Linked DNA regions of Oryzias latipes: region 2 is linked to region 1. Evidence: chromatin contacts called from public Hi-C data. All regions are on one chromosome and are shown on one strand. Each heading gives the region's core, a stretch centred on a gene start, on an enhancer-like site or on the middle of the called end of the contact. The rest is flanking DNA. Distances are from core to core; before and after follow the strand shown.

The links. Hi-C and Micro-C count contacts between places; a contact is called where the count stands out from the background.
Region 2: a contact with region 1 is called in a Hi-C map of embryo, with 1.8 times the contacts expected there. The contact joins the enhancer-like site here to the promoter of brms1 in region 1. A contact is called at or near these places in 3 of 5 Hi-C or Micro-C datasets (embryo and gastrula embryo).

Annotation. Positions count from the first base shown.
Region 1 is chr18:12,604,646-12,608,141 of ASM223467v1, forward strand. It overlaps brms1 (breast cancer metastasis-suppressor 1), which reads right to left and starts at 1,548. Exons shown (of 9, transcript XM_004079687.4): 1 at 1,417-1,548. It overlaps ppp1r14b (protein phosphatase 1 regulatory subunit 14B), which reads right to left. Exons shown (of 4, transcript XM_004079688.3): 4 at 1,918-3,496.
Region 2 is chr18:12,684,796-12,688,291 of ASM223467v1, forward strand. It overlaps LOC100049529 (1-phosphatidylinositol 4,5-bisphosphate phosphodiesterase beta-3), which reads left to right. Exons shown (of 34, transcript XM_023965810.1): 4 at 1,014-1,148; 5 at 1,256-1,335; 6 at 1,408-1,461; 7 at 1,541-1,613. Among protein-coding and RNA genes, the nearest start is that of LOC100049529, 42 kb to the left of the region's middle. Within about 2 kb of position 1,701, at least 2 of the 8 cell types and tissues checked have an H3K27ac peak or open chromatin away from gene starts, as enhancers often do. A contact at or near this core is called in embryo and gastrula embryo, where this site is marked.

The sequences.
Region 1 (3,496 bases), core at 298-2,797:
TCTATGGGGAATGCTGAAGCTTAGGGTTGCTAAGCGACAGCCATTAAGGCTTGATGATTTAGAAGTCATTTGCAAAGAAGAGTGGACCAAGATTCTTCCTGATATGTGCAGAAACCTGATAATCAACTATGTCTGACTTCTGTGCTGCTAATAAGGCTTTTCCAATAAAGTACTACGTCTTCCCAGCAAGACAGTTAAAATAATAGTTTCCCTCAATGAAACGCAAATAAATTCACAAATACTTTAAAATCGATTTCTCGCTTTTCTATCTTTCACTGTTCAAATGAACATAGTGTTCAGATGACAATTTCTTTTGAATGCAAACCAACAAAATCAGCAAGAGATCAAACACTTCCTACACTGTATGTCAGAAATGCATTTATAACATCTGGCAAAACAAATGCTTTTAAATCAAAGCCATATATTTTTTAAAGTATTCTTGTGATGATGTTTGTAAGATATGCGGCATTTGTGTTTTTACTGATGGGATGACCTCGTTTATTTGATAACATTAGGAGTTTTAAAGATTCTTAAAGATGTCCAAACAGTTTTTGGTCTAACAGATTCACGTTACATTATTATACACGTTCTACAGGTGAATTCATTAAATTACAACTACATTTATTCAGTATGTAATGTGGTTAAGTCAAACCTTGACGATGACTTAGCTTTAATAAAGCTACAATAACAAGGGTCAAAACCGGAAATCGATTAGCTAAAAACAAATGCTAAATAAACAATAATTATTTTACATTGCATAACATGGCAAAATGTGTAATAAGCGTGTGGTAAAAACTGAAAATAATTTTTTTCTAAACGTCTAAAGGCCTAAAAAGGTTCAATAATGTTGAAAATTGCCATTTAGGTTTTTATTCAAACCGGAAGTCCGCTTTCACAGTGCTTAACTTGACCAAAACTGGCTTCCGTATGGAGGTAGAGTAAACTGGTAAACAAAATGAAAGCAACGGCGGGATTTAAAGCCTACACTAAAGTCAGGAAAAGAGACGCTCGTTTTGAAGGCTGCACTCACTTAAAAACCCTGTAATGTTTATTTCGCATTTCGGCCGCACTTTCACCACATTGAGCTCAAACACACCTCCGTGAAGTCAAGTGCAACACAAGCTAACAATTGAATCAAAAACGGAGACGGCAGTCACTGCGCACGCATCACATTTACACACGAAGGAACCGCCTTTCTCATGGAAATCTTCTTGAAACGTTTTTATTAATTAAAGATGGAAATTAGCACTCCAGAGAATCATAGGAGCATCTTGCAGACCGACCTGCCAACCGAACTACACGGATTAACTCGAAGAACGCACTCCCTGAGTCCGAGCGGACAGGGGGATGCTATCCGCTACTAACAAACATAAATCATCTTTATTACTGTTAAGTCAGACGTGAAAGCCATCTTACCGTGTCCCTTAGCCGAGCTATGCAGAAGAAACGTTCGGTTTAATGATATATTTCCATTTTGGAAAGTACTTCCTCTTCGATCGGCTCCTCTTCAGTTAGACACTTTGCCGGACTCTGTGAACTGTAAAATCAACCAATCAGCGTCGAGGGCTGCTCCTGACTATCCAATAGGAAGAACCATCCCGCAAGCACCCTGTCCAATCAGAATGAAGACACAGCTTCTATGAACCAATTGTAATTTAGATATACATCTCCAACATATAATTTAAATATAATATAATTAAGTAGAATGAAAAATTGTTGTTTAAACACAACACTACAAGAAAAAAATACAATTTCTGATTATGTTTACGTCACATGAAACGCAAAATGTAAAATGAAATTGAGCATAAAATAATTTTGCTCAACCTCATGCATATACAGCAAAATTTTTTTTGATACGTGTAATAATAAACGGAAGAGCAAAAATATTGACATTAAAAGAAAATGATCCACAAATCGTCAGTTTTACATATTTTTTATTAAAGTTGCATAAAAGTAACAAAATTGGGCAAAAACAAGACCTGTTGTTGATATTGCTACATGTGTTTGTTGGTTTGCCTAATTTTTAAAAACTGTACACTCCCCTAACACGTCTAATCTGCATGGTTTAGCTCTTGTATTTAACCTCAATGGTAAAATCGTTTTTTTTCTTTCCCAAACAGTAAAAAAAAAACCAGACTTGTCAATAACAGTCTAAGAAGACATAATAATAATCCAAAACTTGAACTTTAAAAATGAAAATCCACTGAAATTCAGCTGCTGACTGAACTTGCCTGGTGCAATTTTACTGATCGAAAAAGGGAAGAAAAGTAAAAACTAAAAAACAGCAGTCGATCTATCTGGAAACATCATTGAGAAGGCAAAAACAATCACATCTGAATGGATTTTTCTTCAGCTAACAAATCAGTCCAAGGCTTGGCGTTGAGAAGGGTCGCGATCACAATTTATAAACAGACCAGCATTCAAACACATGGTTTATCTGAACAGCATCACTGCATCAAGGCCTACGGCAAATATGAAACACACCTAAAAAATATTGGTTTAAAAAAAAAAACAGAATCTCAAAAAAGGAAAATCCAAGATTCTCCCACAAGATGTAGCTCCACCTGGTAGCACATCTAAAGAAAAAAGCAAAGATGTCTCCTGTTTATTTGGTTTGTGTAACATAAATAATACCTAAGGCAACATCTGTTTGAAAACAGGAAACTCAAGAGCGATGAGGGAGCAGGACAGGAGGATGCATGGAAGAAGGTAGGAGGGGATGGCAAGGAGACGGTGCAGCAGGATAAAGTGGGCCCCCAGTGTGTGTGTGTGTTTGTGTGTGTGTGTGTGTGTGTGTGTGTCTGCTGTAAAAGAGGCAGTGAAGCTCAGACATCCCTGCAAGTGTTCGCAGTCGCTCAAATGCTGCCGCTTCAGGCTCTGATCTGATTGGCCCAGGATCAGAAACAGATGGCCTCATATGAGGGGAGATGATTGGCAGCTGGTGTCGCGCATCTGTGTTTTTGGAGGCAGCGGTTTGCCAACGCGCTTCCGTGACAGAGAGGAGTGGGGCGGACGCTTGGATTTGGAGTGAGGACTCCGTCCTTTTTTTTTTCGGCTGAAGAGGAGACAGATTTTTTTTATTTTATCGTGTGGAGGAAACAAGACGCTGTGAGGAAGCAGCAAAGAGTGCAGATGTGATGGAGGAAAAGGCAGCTTTTGTCCCCGTTTGGACGATCCACGTGTGAGATAAGAAAATAGGAACCAGTCCTACACTAAGAACTAATTTGTCACACACAACAGCAGAATATACAGGGCCCAACAACACTTCACATCATACCAGTTGCTGTACATTAAGTAGCAACAAATATGAAAAGCAACTACAGTACATGTGTGAGTACAGGCTGCACGGCAGTAGCTTCAATGCAGCCTCTTCACTGTACTTCACTGCACATTTCAGGCAAGAAACCAAACCTTTTATTGTGAAAGGAGAAAAAAAAGCTAATTCCAGATGTTTAAAGTTGCATTTGAAGGTCAAATAGTCATTTCCAGGCCTGGA
Region 2 (3,496 bases), core at 451-2,950, 80 kb after region 1:
GGGCGGGAATTCAGACAAAGCTTATACTTCCATATTCTTTTCTTTAATTAAATCAGATTTATTTAAGTTATAAATGAGATTAAGGTTTGTCCTTTTTCTTAAGTCTGAGGTTCCTAAATAATATTGGACAAAAAAATTAGGAATTTTTAAGGTGGAGACAATCAGTCCCTATGAAAAGATTTTATTCCAAAATCAAAACCCAAACATGTTTTCTCTGAATCCTAACCCTACGGATTTAAAGGGTTTGTATAGCATACCTGCATGTCTATCCTGCTTCCAAGCTGATCATTTGTTTACACTTCTTTATTATTTTAGCGACGGGTCTGAAGCTACTTGTGCTTTCAAGTTGGTCTCTTTGTTGGAAGTTTAACTTGGTTTAAAAGGCGACGCTTGACTAGCAGGATCAAAGCGCAGAGCGTCTTTGCTCGTGAACCCGGTCAGATCGTGACAGAACAAGCAGAGGAGGAAACCGGATTGGCAGGTTCAGAAAGTTCCCAGGAAAGCACACTGAAGGTTGTGCAAAACCTCAACCAATTTCAGAAGACCTTTCCAGAGTGAGATGGAGATATTCCTTCACGAAGCGCAGATGCAAGTGTTTGGAAAAAACGGCCAGATCTTGCGGGATCTTGTTGTTTTGGTGCGGTGTGGAGCTGTTCCAAGAGGCTCAGTGGAAAACATGAGTCAGACGCTGAAGGACGCTCATCAATAATCAGATAAAAATCGTCTTGACAACATTTTAAATCGATTAAAGTATCAATCTAAGAAATACGGCGATATGTCGTTGAATCGATTTGTTTTCCCTACACCCCTAGAAACCCCCCCCCTATAAGGTAATAAATGGGGTCCATGCGGTGCAGCACTCTGATCCAATTAATCAAAGGAGTATTTGCTCCTTGTTTGCCCACCAGCCATCTCTGACGAGCATCGTCTGCCTCCATCGTGACTCACTTCCTGGTTTTTGGTTCTGCTTGTGCCAAAAGGCCTCTCAGATGTCGAACTGTGTGTTTGATCAGGAAGCGAAATTGCAGAGCATGCTGAGCGTCGGGAAGGACAGCTTTCTGGGGAAGTCGCTGACCATCGTCTACGGAAACGACTTGGTGAACATCTCCTACCTCAACTTCCAGGCGATGTCGGAGGATGAAGCCAAGGTGAAGCTGCAGCCCTCCTTCTCCACCTCTAATACGAACATCAAATCAAAACCAATAAACAAACAAATCCCCTTTTTAAAAAAATGGTTTTTGTTCTTTTGCCCCAGCTTTGGACAGAAGAGCTCTTCAGTTTGGCAACAAACATCCTTTCCCACAATGCAACAAGAAACAGCTACCTCCTCAAAGCGTAAGAGTCCACAGCGACCCGTCAGATGCGCATTTCCAAACTTTCTGGTAACTTCCTGTCTGTTGGTTTCAGATACACCAAGCTGAAGCTGCAAGTGAACCAGGAGGGCAAAATTCCCGTGAAGAAGTGAGCAGAAAACATCACATTTTCTGAACATTTGGACGGGTTTCGGGTCAACCCAGTCAAACCCAACTCTGTCTTCCAGCATTATGAAGTTGTTCTCTGATAAACGGCGGGTGGAGACGGCGCTGGAGCAGTGCGGCCTGGTCAGAAACAAGGTAATCGCCGCCGCCGCCATCACAGGCCTGCCTTAAGACAGGCGTGTGGGTCCTCACGCACAACAATAGGATGAAACGATGCGCCTCCCAGCCCGCTCTGACGGACAGCTGCATTCTTCAAATACCAGACGAGTCAGCAACAAGACCGCATTCCTGCTCCCAAACATTTCACACATTTATATGAGAAAAATGTGAAAAGATTGATGAATTTCACTCAGAAACAGTAAAAAAAAAAACGTAAAATCTAAAATTCGATTCTACTACATTTATTAGCAGCATTTTGAAAGCAGTTGATGCTCAAACAAGGTTTTTTGGAAGTATAATCAGGTTAAATAAAGTTGATAAGTGAATTTCACAATTTCACAAATAGTTAAAAGAATTGAAAAAACTATTTCAGTTTTCTTTAGCAGACTGACTGACTTTTCTTCCTGCAAGTGGTTTAAGTTTTAGCTCTGAGAAAAGCTTCTTTTCATCAAATCTTAGTCCAGCATATCTTCAAATCAAGTTTCTTTCCTTATTTTGAGCTTAACTTCTCTTTGACACCAAATATGACGCCGCTCTTCAATAAAACTGTCGTCACCCTAAAAGAGAGAAAGAAAAATGCTTGTTTCCCTGTCGGTCTGATCTGTTTCACTTCAGTCTTCTTCTGATGAAACCCACTTCTGCTCTTTTATTTTCACTTCTCGCTCTCAGGTCACTTAAACTCACTTTGACATGTGTCGCATATTTATCACAAACTAAAAAAACCTGATTTATTGTTTAAACACCAGCTTTGTCAGAGCTTTTGGTAGCTAAAAATAACTACAGAGATACGAAAAACAGGAAATGGAAACAATTCATAATAAAAGGCCACATTTAGTAAAAAGGGTTCTTTAAATTTTTTTTGGCCCCAAAAATCATTTGATCTTTTGAAACAAGCATACTGAAAGGAACGGCAACAAAAATAGTGACATATTGTGGCCAACCAGGGGAATTACAATCTCTCTCTGTCCATAAATAAGCAACGGGAATTCAGAAAAAAATCAATATTCTTTTACATTTGCTAATAGTTGTATTCATTTTTATGAAATATAGTTATTTATAGATGAAAAATACTTGATGTCTTCTCAATTAAACATTAAAACAATAGTTTTCTGTTAAAAACAAATGAAGACTTTTAGATTCATAGAAAAAAGCTCCTGAGAAATGTTTCCAGTTTAAAAAAAACAATTAGAAAACATGTAGACATTACAAAAATGAAGACAGAAAACTCTATTTTAAAATCTGAATCCTGACCACGTATTTTTTTCCCCCTGCAGCCAACAAACTAATTCTGTTTGGGTCAAAACAGAAACGACTTTATATATATATAACAAATTAAAATGAAATAATCAAAGCCCATAAAGTAAATGTCAAAATAGTTAATAATTACAAGAAAAAACACATCAAAACGTTATTCTAAAATAGTGAAATTCTTTAAAAATGTGTTCAGCTACGTTAGAGAGATTAGGTTACATTAGGTTTTTTCCCTCCAGAATTTCTAGTTAAAAAAAGATTACACCAGACAGGCTGGTATAATTAGAGCTGCTTTTTCTGACTGTTACAATGTTTAGTAGAAAGAAAGACAAAACATTGTGAGACAATGGGGGAGAAAAAGCTTTTTGATGAATTTATGCATTTATTTCCGTTTTAATTTGTTTTATTAAACTTTTACCATGACTGGGCCCAAATCATCTTGATTCACCTACATAGTCATTTTGTGCTTGTGATGTGTAGAAGTTTTGAAATGTGTCTTGATTTTCAGTTCTGATACCTTTAAGCTGTAAAATGCCATCAGGATCTGGCAACCCTGCTCTCCACTGTTTTAATGGTTTCCCAGCGTTTCATTTTGGGAAAGAAAACAC